Linked DNA regions of Mus musculus: region 2 is linked to region 1. The links are chromatin contacts, called in public HiChIP or PLAC-seq maps. All regions are on one chromosome and are shown on one strand. Each heading gives the region's core, a stretch centred on a gene start, on an enhancer-like site or on the middle of the called end of the contact. The rest is flanking DNA. Distances are from core to core; before and after follow the strand shown.

Region 1 (5,613 bases), core at 871-3,370:
AGAAGCCTTCCTTTCCCAGTTTTTATGAGACTGAAGACTTTTAAGAAGGAGGGGTTGGTGGCTGCAGTTGTGACCAGTTGGGTGCGACCACATTGTGGCTTAGTTAGCGCAATAAATAGTTTACTTTAACTGAGCTTATTGAGTCTCTCCCTTCTCTTCTCTTAGACACAAACAATCGTTTGCAAGTCTTACACATCTGCTTGTGAAATCACACTCATACTAACCAGATATCCACTCTCTTTCTCCTCAACATGGACGAGCAGTTTTAGAGGCAGTTAACTAGATCAGCCTACTTCATTGCTCATGAAGATGGGTGTTTCTGGGCCTGTCCTGGTGACTGCATCGGGGTGGGTGTCTGATTTACTCATTCAAATAGCCACTTATAATTCAATACTGGTCCATTTATTTACTACGTTTTATTAAGTGTGCATTGTTATGTGGGGTACAGGCACTGATTTGGCATGGTCAGTGTAATGGAGACTGGGCAGTCAGAAACAGCAGTAGTCCCTTCCGGACTTGCCAACTGCCTCATGCAATCTTGGGACTAAGGCTTATTCTCGAGGAACCCAAATCCTTTAGGATGCGCATCCACAAACTTAAACCTTTGTATACAGCCTGCAATGGCCAGAATGGTCAAAGTGCCTCATTGGGATGCTTTAAGATTTACAACTCTAAATGGGTTCTACTTGCTTAAATAAATATGAAGTGAATAAAGACTCTGGAGTCATTAACCGTAGACTAAGATTTTTTAATTAATAATTCATAAATTGACTTGTATAAACAAACTCTTCATAATAACTATAACTTGCACTGCAAGCTTGACATATTTTTGAGGGGAGAGGTGAGTTTCTGTTTGGCTTGTTCCCTGTGTATATACATCAACTCCTGGGAGCCCCAAAGAGCCAAGTAGAATGTGATAAAGTCATTTATGTCTTGCGATGTTTCCATTAACGAATATAGAGGAACTACAGGAACCATGTTTATCTTTTAATTATTGCCATATGAAATTTTCTTTGCTAGCAGGAAAATGTAATCACACAATGATGGCAAATTCACTGCAAGACACTGTGTGTCCTTCCCATCTCACAGGCAAACAGTGAAGTGGTCACTCATTGCCGTGTTACATGTGACCTCAGAGTCCTCTTTGACATGAGAATCTGGGGCTCCACCAACAGAGGAAGGAACTGGAGACCGGGATGAACTTGGAGGGCTTGGGGGAGCTATTCAATCTGACAAATCCTTAATCCAGCTGTTCCTAACCCATGGGTCACATCCTCTTTGGGGATCAAATGACCCTTTCGCAGGGCTCACCTAAGACCATTGGAAAACACAGATATTTACACGATGATTCAAACCAGTAGAAGAACTACAGATATGAAGTAACAATGAGAATAGTTGGGTGGGGGTCACCACAACATGGTAAAATGTATTAAAGGGCTGAAGCATTGGGAAGTTGAGAACCACTGCCTTAGTCAGTGACTTAGTCCCTGCTCTGTTGCTGCAAATAGACACCATGACCAAGGTAACTCTTAGGAAAGACAGCATTTAATTGAGGGCTGGCTTACAGTTTCAGAGGTGTAGTCTATTATCATCAGGCAGGGACCAGGGAAGCCGGAAGCATAGCATCGAAGAAGTAACGGACAGCTACATCCTTATCCATAGTCTGAGAGAGAAGGTGCAGGCTGGGATCTGGAATGGGCTTTTGAAACCTAGTGATACACGTCCTCCAACACCTCCTAACCCTTTTAAACAGTTCCACTTCCTGGGGACCGAGCATCCAAATATACGAGTTTATGGGGGCATTCTTATTGAAGCCACCACAGTCAGCTTGCTTGTACTTATAAAATGTGCTTGTATTCGGTAAAAGGATACAATTAGAAATTTTATTATTATCATTCTTGCCTTGAGATTATACCTAGATAAAATTACCCGCACATTCTCTCTCCTTGGGCTAGGGTTAGTTAGCAACAAGGTGAGGAGCAGACATGATTCCATTTTTGTTTCGTCTTAGGCCCTCCCAGTGCTTTAAAAAGATTCCTGATCAGTAAAATTCACCCATAAAGGGTGAGAATAAGAACACCCAGATGGAAAGTTGCACTGCTTGGTAAGAAACCGCAGAGGGAGATCGGTCCATTTTGTCCTCAGCATCCTGTACCAGTGACTCATGTGATAAATGCCTTTGTTCAGTTCCAGGAAAAAATTCGTCTCTTCAGAAAAAATTCTACGTTTTCCATTGTCAGAAAACCAAAACTAAGTAACCCAGCCTGTTTCCACTTTGCCTTCTCTGCCAAGAAGCTCGTGCCAAAAATGTATTAGCCAAGTGTTATAATTATCCCCCGTCAGGTGCCTAAAGCCATCCGCTCCTTTTTTGTCTTTCAGACATTCCCAGTTTTCTTTGGTCCTTGAACAGTTTATTTTACATTGATTGAATCTGCACATTTCTTCCACCTCCAGAGAAGGGTTTGGTCACCTGATGGTCTAAGACCTCTTCAAACTCAAATTCAAATTCTATGAAGGTTTCAATACAAGTCAATGTTTATGAGAAACATAAAGACACACACACACACATTGATGTATACAAATATTTATAAAGGCACACAAATTTCTAAAGGCACGTCTTTATAAATACATATGTATACATCAATATGTGTGTGTTTGTGTGTACATTTTGCCTGTATGTATGCACATGTACCTTGTACATGCCCATGAAGTCTAGAAGAGAATATCAGACCCCTGAGACCTAGAGTTACAAGTGGCTTTGAGTTGCCATGTAGATGCTGGGAACTGAACCCAGACCCTACAAAAACAGAGCATCAGGGTTCCCTAGATTTATTATATTCAATCTTGGGACACTACAGGAACTGAGCATGGACTGTTGGCTTTGTCATTTAAACATGTCCCCTAGGAACTTGGCCTGTTACTTTCTTCTTGTAGGCTGTGACTTTCCAATAGTGGTGACTTCTGGATTACTACCTAATCCCTTCTTTTGGTTGTGTGGAATGAACTATGGGAAGACCATCTTCACACCTGTCCTCGAGAGGACCAGTGGGCATAGTAAGTATGGAAAGATCTGGGGAAAAGAAAGTCAGGAGGGAAAAACAACTGTTGCCAGGTCTACATCTGGTGTTTTCTGGATTTGGAGAGGAAGGTCCAAAAGGTAAGAACAACATTCAAGAAATGGCAGTATTGAAAACCCAGGAGAAAACTCTGCTGCTCTCAAACCGTCACAGCCTTGTGGACAGGCATCACTGCTCCTCTGTGACACAGGGAGACCACACTTGGTATGTTTTGCCCAAAACCCAAAGCTCATTATTATGAAGTTGAGACTCCAGCTGGACTCTTTCCATGACACACCTGAGAGATGGAACAGGCCTCTCACGTTCCTCTTTGTTTGTCTCTATCCGTATCCCAAACCTAAGATAGACTATAATTACATCGAAACTCTTCCAATGTCAACTTCTTCCTCTGACTGATGCCAAAGACAGCAATCAAACTTCTGTCTTCTTCTCTGGGCCATGGTAAGAAAGAGGGAAGGAGTCACAGAGTAGATCTGAAACTGAGATAGCAATGGGAAGTTTCAGTTTTTAATGTGATTTGCTACCAGCACTCAAATAGATGTATGAGTCTATTTGACTCATTTTCTATAAAAATTATAAAAATCACACACAGAGACACACAGACACACACGCACATACATGCGTGAGTGTAAGTGCCTGCTTTATAGGAGAAAGGAGTGGCTCTCTGGGAGTCCTGTTTGTTCATCACAGCTACGAGCCAACCCCAACATATAAGTAAGACTGTGAAACTCTGGGATCATATGTTCTCTTTCTTGAGAGACATCTCCTTCCATCTACGAGACTGACTTTTTTGAAGGCGGATGAATAAAAGAAGCAAGAGATATCCTGAGACTAGAGAGATTAGATACTTTTCCGGGTAACCTCCTATCACTGACTTCTGTGCCAGGTTCCAGTCATCTGGTCTTGTAGCCCCTTGACCTTTATAGAAAAGAGCTACTGTCATTCTCTAGGTCCCAGGACCAGGGAAGGAGGAGGCCCGGACGGCCTGGCCTGGCCATCATTAGAAGGCATGTACTGAGTGAAGTCTCTCTCACTGCCAGGAAACGCTACTTCCTCTGAACCGGAGAATTTCTTGAGAGTGAAACAGCCCAAAGACACAGCCAGTGTTTTTAATACTGATTTAAAGCCATGGAGCTTTTTGTGTATACATAAATGTAACAAGTTGAAAAAATATTATCATGACTTTTGACACCTTAATCCCTCACAAGGAGGAAGCGATCATTGTCTGGAAAATACCTTGGTAAACATGCTTGGGATATGACGTCAGTGGGAGCCAAGACCTCGGAGCAGAAAGAAGAGAAATTGTTCTATACAAGAACAGCAGAGGGCTGGGGTGAATCTGTCTCTCTTCCAGAATGCTCACAGGAGAGGAAAGTGAGGAGGAGGAACAAATGGGGCAGAGTGAGAGAAGCCAGGAATTAAAGGAACGATGGTGGTGGTACCCATCTATGTATGTGTGTAAATGAGAGCTTTACTCAGCTCTGTCTCGTGTCTATCTGCCTGGCTATCTATCATCTCTCCCAATATGTGAGCTGAAATGAAACCCAGGACTTTCCTTTTTACAAGAAGATTTATTTTTATCATCTTCAATTATATGTGCATATGTTGGGGAGGGGGTTGGGGTACACGCAGCTGGATGCAGTGCTGGCGAGGTCATTGATGTCAGACCCCAATGCAGTTGATGACTGTGAGGTAGCAGATGTGGGTGTTTGGAACCAAACTCGGGTCTTCAGCAAGAGCAGTACTTGCTCTTAACTTCTGAGCTATATTTTTAGCCCTAATCCTTTTGGTTAAAAAATAAATAAATCTCATACATATTAACCCTGTGAGCAAATATTATGGTGCCCTTTTAGAATGAGATATGAGGGACTGAGACACAGAAGGGGAGTGACTTGTCCAGCTCTCTAAACTCGCAGACACAGAGCAGACGAAATTGCATCTGTTGAAGTTTGTTGTTGTTGTTTTGTTTGGTTTTTGGTTTTTGTTTTTGCTTCCACTCTTCTTCCACCAACACACAAATTCATCTGTTAAGCCTACAGATACTTTTGGTGGTTAAGTCCATTTCTTATGGAACTCAAAGAAAGGGCTGAGTTCCGTGTTTGGATAAGGTCCAACTTCAGAGGGGTGGGCGGGTGCTGCAGTGGCTTCAGAGCAAAAGAAGCTGCAATCATAATTGCTCCAAATTCTAGGAACTCTCAAATTGCAGAGTCTTGAACTCGGGAATTGGTAGATATTAGGAAATCAAAAGTGGACTTTAGGAGTTCAAGGAGGATCCACATGCCCTTTGGGTGTACATACATAATCATTACATGTCAATCCATATGAAAGAGGAGGCAGATAGAGAGCCAGTGAGGAAGAGGGGAGGAAGAGAGGGAGGGATGGAGGAGGGTACTCTGGCGACTCCTTACATGCTATACTTGAAATAGGGATAACAACTAGACTTGACATAAATGTTTATGCTAGGAGTAAACTCAAAAGAGAGACCAGAAGGAAATACTTATTATAGCCCTAACATTGTATTAAATATGGAAAATAG
Region 2 (5,613 bases), core at 846-3,345, 430 kb before region 1:
TTACCTCTATATACTTTCCTACGATACAGTTTAATTCAGAAACTAGACACAGTAGGGGATTAACACAAAGCACATTTCTAACAGGATAGTGTACAAAAATGTCTGTGGATGTGCTCTCTCCCCGGTGTCAAAACACAATAATGTACTGCATGCGTGCGTGCGTTCTCTGTTGCCAGTATGGCGCGCCATCCATAAAGGCAAAGCTGTCAGCAGAGGACTGCTCCTGTGAAGCATTCTGAACAACACGCCCTGTCCTCACAAAGCAAACGTGACTTTAACAATTTTCATGCGAGGTGTGGACAAGGAGACTTTTCAAAAGACGCACACTTGGTTCCATGATCACTGGAAACTTTTTCCGAGTCCCGGTCTTTTTTAGATTCTCCCGATGTACCCCGGGATGGTCCTAGACTCCACGCTGTTCAAGTCTATACTGTGCAACAAGAGGAAAAACAAATGTATAAACTCCATGTGCCAGGTAAGGAAAGTGTGGGTGAGAGAGAACTGACCTGCCTGAGGCTGGTAGTCTGGGAAGGACCCCCTACTGGAACAAGGGCAAGCGAATACCTGGGCTGCTATGGTTACTCCTCTCAAGTCCATCCCCCTTCTCTCCATGGAGATGGAAAGGTGGGTCCCAACCCTCACAGGTGGCAGGAAGTGTCTCTATCTCTCTCTCTGATATCTATTCTATTTTATGTATATGATTATTTATATGTGTTTTCCCTGCATGTATATATACCTCGTGTGTGCCTGCTGCCCTAAGGGTCAGAGGAGGGCATCTGATCCCCCTAGAACTAGAGTTATGGCTGGCTTAGCCATCATGTTTGTGCTGGGAGGGAACCTGAGCAGCCAATGTCCCTAACCACTGAGCTGCCTCTCCAGTTCCTCCCGCTTCCTCTGTTTCTGTTGTTTTCTAATACTGTGGGTAGAGTTTAGAGCCTCACGAATACTAGACGAGTACTCTACTAGTTAACTAGACCCCCCCCCCACCACACACACACTTCATTTCACTTTTTATTTTTGAGAAAGGGTCTCGATAAGTTGTCCATGTTGACCTTGAACTCTGTCTGTACCAAAGGCAAGCCTTGAACTTGTCATCCTCAGGTTTCTGCCTATAAAGCCAGAGTTTGGAATTACTGGATGATGCCACCATCCCTGTCATGGGGAGGAGACTTTCAACACAAATACCAGCCAGATCACCAACACTGAGACCCTCGCCTTCTGTGTCCTTGAGCTGCCCCAACTTCAAACACCTTCCCTTACTGCCTCTCACCGACAGACTGAGGATGGCTCTTTCCACCAAAAGCAACTGTTTTCCCTCAAGCTGTGAGTCCCTTTTTTATTATGGCGGCCACCTCTCTTTGGCTGTTTCCTCCTATATGTAATGGGGTTATCCGAACGCACAGTTCACAGAACTTCCACCAATAAATCAAAAGTGGATTGAATGCTTCACAAGTGTTAAGTCAACAGCCACACAGGTACTCGTTGCTGCTAGAAGACGCAGTCTACAGTGTAAGGACTTTGAGCACACTGTCCACCGGCCTCCCGTTCCTAGCTGTTTTCGGGTTCCTACTCATGCCTCACTGGCTACTTCATAACTTGTCTCCTCCATTAACCTTTACCTCAGCAGAGGATCCTATTTCTCCCTCTCTGCTCTGGGTTCCACACCTTGGATTCTGGATTCTCTCCTGATGCACCCATCCATCCTTTAAATTAGTCAGGCTTACCTCTTCCAGAAGAGCTGGCTCCCGCAGGCCATCCCATCCCCCCCTTTTCCATTTGTGATGGTTCCCCTCCAGTATGCCTGGTGTGGAGGCCAAGGGCTTTACGGCCAACCAACTCAGGTTTGAGATCTGGCTCTGTGCCAGGTCACTGTGAAAGAGTAACTTAGCTCCAGCCTCAGCTTCTATATGTGTGAACTTTGTGGCAATCGTAATGTTTAGGGCTGGAGAGGTGCGGCAAGTCCAGGAGCATTATCCTGGTCCACAGGGGAAGCCAGGCCCTGGACAATATAATTGAGTCTTTGCACAAGCACTGAGCTCATTGCCTTCCCTACTGATTGTTGCCTGAGGCGATTCCCATCTCTGTGCTTTCCTCTACTTTCCCACATGCCTGCTTAGGGCCACACGGTGGCAGCCTATCCAAGACAGAGGAAGCTTCTGGTTGCAGAATAGAGATAAAAGTGACTTGAATACGAATATATATATATATATATATATTCACCCAGATACTTATTTTTAATTTTCCTCTTTTGGTGGTGAGTGTCGGGGATTATTCATCCTTTCCCACAGGTTCCTGTCACATGTGTGGGAGCTTCCTACCTGTACACGTTAACCAGAAGCAGAGTGAATCAGCCCAGGGCTTCACGGTGTTATCTTTGAGAAACATGGCTTATATATTTACCCCTCTTACTGGAATAGTTATCCCAACAGTCAGACTCCAGCAGGAAGCCCACTGGGTGTGGCGCCCGTGTTAAGGTGTCAGGAAGTCTGATGTCTCTAAAGTGACCATCTTGTCTGAAAACTTTACTGGGAATGAAAAATCCTTATGTCCTGGGAAACCTCCCAGTCCCAGGCAAATGTGGATGTTTGGCTTCAGGACGTAGGTGCTGCACTCCTCTAAACTTGGTGTGTGGTTCTTCCATTCTCAGCGACACAGGCACACAAAATGCTCAACGTTTGAAAGGATCACAGACAACATTCTGATTTCAAGGCATGGGGTGAACAGACTAGGCTTGCCCATCGTGCTGGATTGGTGGGGGAGAGATCGAGAACTCTGTGCCCTATCCTCAGCTCTTTCCCAGGTCTCTCTATCTCCTTGGCACGAAAGAAGGAGGGGTGTGTCTTGGGTTTCTAGACATTACCGCAAAGGGGCTCCCAGAACACAGTGACCCAGAGCAGTCTGTGAGGAAGCAGACGATCTCACTTGAAGGAAACTTTCAGCCTACTATTTACAGACAGTTAAGGTACTCTGCAGTCCACACGCTGTCTAGTTGAGGACTCTTTGGACAGAAAGCTACACAAGTACCGTGATGTCAGGTCGGAAGACAATCGCTTGGGATATCCTTAGGGCCAGTGAGAATCAAGCGAATAATGTGGAGCCAGGGCTGCCTTTCTGGAATGGGCCTCCTAAAGAAGTCAGGGATTTCTCTAGGACCCCCCCTAATGCTCTCCCCACTTCCAACTTCCAGCTGCCTGCCCTCACAGTTCACTTTAGCCTGACAACCTTTCTGCATGTCTCTTTTGTGAACAAATCCTGCTGGAGCAAACTCTTGCTTGCCAAACTAATGGACATTTACATTGCCAAAGCCCCGAGCCCAGGAGGCTGCAAGACACACCACTGCATTCAGGGGTTTTATTAGAAAGCTCTCCTGAAAACAGGAAAGCTTTGGAAAACACCGAGGAAGAATGGCCCTTTGACAAAGCCAGGGAGAGCAGGCAAATCCAGGCATGAATGAATAAGCTAAGTATGTATCTTTAAGAAATGGTCTTTTGTTGTTGTTGTTTTGGGTCTACAAAAAAAATCTAACAAAACTCTTGTTAGAGAGGGAAACTTTTAAAAAACTGCCTTTCCAAAACAAACTCCACAGGGAGTAAAAATAACTGCAAGAGAGGAAGGAACCAGCTCAAGTCACTCTTGAGCCAGACAGAATTACAAACTTGGGGGCAGCAAACTGCTCAGAGGATAGCAGCAAGGGCTTTCCAGTCTTCAGGGGACTGTGTGCACTTGTAATTAGAGAGGACACAAGACAGTGAGGGGTGACAAGTCTCAGCTAACCTCCCGCCTGTGCTCTGGTTAGAGGCATTCTGTATACGAGGCTCTGTATGCTAACCAAGCTGGGCAAACACGAGAAGAAGTAATGATAGGACAAGCAGACCTTCACTTCCGACTAAGCCTCCTAAACCCAGCTGAAATCTCCAATCTGGACTGCACTGAGTGACTGTGTGAAGCCACAGTGGAAATAGCCACACCAGAGTTTCCGTGATGGGCTGGTGTACTAAAATACTATCAAAATCCTTTCATCCTGTGTATATAAAGCATAAATGAATTATATCTTTATAGACTTAGGCCCTGACCCAAGACATCTCATGTATAGGCAAAGATTCCAAAATTTGTCCCCATTGCAAATCCCAACCTATGCCAATCTCAAGCACTCTGCACAAGGGATACTCCGTCTGAGTTTCTAAAGCATCATGAGCAAAGTATACAGAAAAGGAGAGCATTAGTTCCTGTCCCGTGGCCGCAGAAAAGTGGGAGAAACTAAGCTGAAAGCCAGCCAGTGAGAGTCTGAGCCTGATCCCTAGGCTGCCAGACACCAGAGCTGGACCCTCAATAAATTCTACACCTGTCCCAAGCTCAAATCCCCTTCTTATAAGAAATGAGAGGTCAGGTGGGGTGTGCTCCAGTGCCTGCTTCACCCAATACTCCTAGGAATAAGTACACAGCTGACACATTAGAGGCACAAGAGGCTAAGGAGAGTAGCCTGGAAATGTAAGTCTACACTGCAGACCCTTTCCATGGCCACCCTTCTGACTGTTTAAAGGTTCTCGTGAGTGCTCTGTTGTCACACCAAGCTGGAGGATTCTTGACTCAGTTCTGCTAAGGATGGGAACGGGCGGATCTCCGCTGATGAGCTGACCACAGGCCAGCAGACCAAATCACGTAAGTCAGGTGTCCATTGCAGGTGCATCAGGATGTTCGTCCTGTGACCTTGGGAACATCTGGGTCACGGTCTCTTCTTCTCTACTCCTTCAGACAACCGAGAGGCAGTACAAGAGGCTGCATGCGGGACAGGGTAAAAGTCTCCAGCACGGAGTTAAAAAGGTTTACAGGAAGCTTTCATTTCTATGCTGGATACCTTCTGGCTTGTTCTCAATGACTTGGTTCTTGGAAGTGCTCTAGATTGGATTTCTTTCCTGTCTCAGCCTTCGTCCACCTCCACCACCTACTGTCCAAAACTACCTGCAGCCCTGAAAGCAGTAATTTCATTGATGGGTCTAAACCTGAACATTTGTAGCTAGGTTTTTGTTTGTTTGTTTGTTTGTTTTTCCCTTTCCCCCAAAGCATCAGTTTCTCACTTGAACCCGACAGGCAACTAAAGGCAAGGTGAGAATCTAACATCTCTTCCTTCATTTTGTGTCCATCTGTCTCCTTTGGCTGAAACGACCGTTTTTTGTTTTTTGGGTTTTTTTCTCACTTTTTCTCAAGTCACCTCGGAGTCCCAGAACAGAGGACCCTTGGAGAACAGACACTTCACCGTGAAGATGACAGCAGTCACCCATGATGGTGAGACCACAGACTAGCAGAAAGGATCTTGCAGAAACCAGATGGATCCCATCAAACCATGACAAAGGATCCCTGGAACCAAGAACAGCTATCTTGATCAGGACTGCTTAGTTATGCACACCTCTTGCCCCTTGCCCAGGTTCTTCTTGGATCCTCTCCTTGAAGCTCATTGCAGTGCTCTGAAGACAGACTTGGGGTCCCTTTATCCGTTCCTCTGCTCATCATGGCCACCATTACTCCTGCCTTCAGTCCTAGGGAGGTGGGACGGCTGAGCCTAACCTGCCGAGGCTGCTGGAGCCTAGGGTTTTGCCTTATCAACTTCAGTTACAT

What was found. HiChIP or PLAC-seq counts read pairs in DNA pulled down with a chosen protein or histone mark.
Region 2: a contact with region 1 is called in an H3K27ac HiChIP or PLAC-seq map of heart atrium, with 7 times the contacts expected there. The contact joins two enhancer-like sites. A contact is called at or near these places in 1 of 15 datasets of contacts at CTCF or cohesin (the NIH/3T3 cell line), 5 of 484 Hi-C or Micro-C datasets (adipose-derived mesenchymal stem cells, embryonic fibroblasts, nephron progenitors and 1 more) and 2 of 115 datasets of contacts at active chromatin or transcription factors (embryonic basal ganglia and heart atrium).

Annotation. Positions count from the first base shown.
Region 1 is chr11:34,974,673-34,980,285 of GRCm38.p6, reverse strand. No RefSeq gene overlaps it. Among named protein-coding and RNA genes, the nearest start is that of Gm33277, 36 kb to the right of the region's middle. Within about 2 kb of position 2,120, at least 5 of the 459 cell types and tissues checked have an H3K27ac peak or open chromatin away from gene starts, as enhancers often do. A contact at or near this core is called in heart atrium, where this site is marked.
Region 2 is chr11:35,404,288-35,409,900 of GRCm38.p6, reverse strand. All of the region lies in intron 4 of Slit3 (slit guidance ligand 3), which reads right to left. Among named protein-coding and RNA genes, the nearest start is that of Gm46277, 120 kb to the right of the region's middle. Within about 2 kb of position 2,095, at least 23 of the 459 cell types and tissues checked have an H3K27ac peak or open chromatin away from gene starts, as enhancers often do. A contact at or near this core is called in heart atrium, where this site is marked.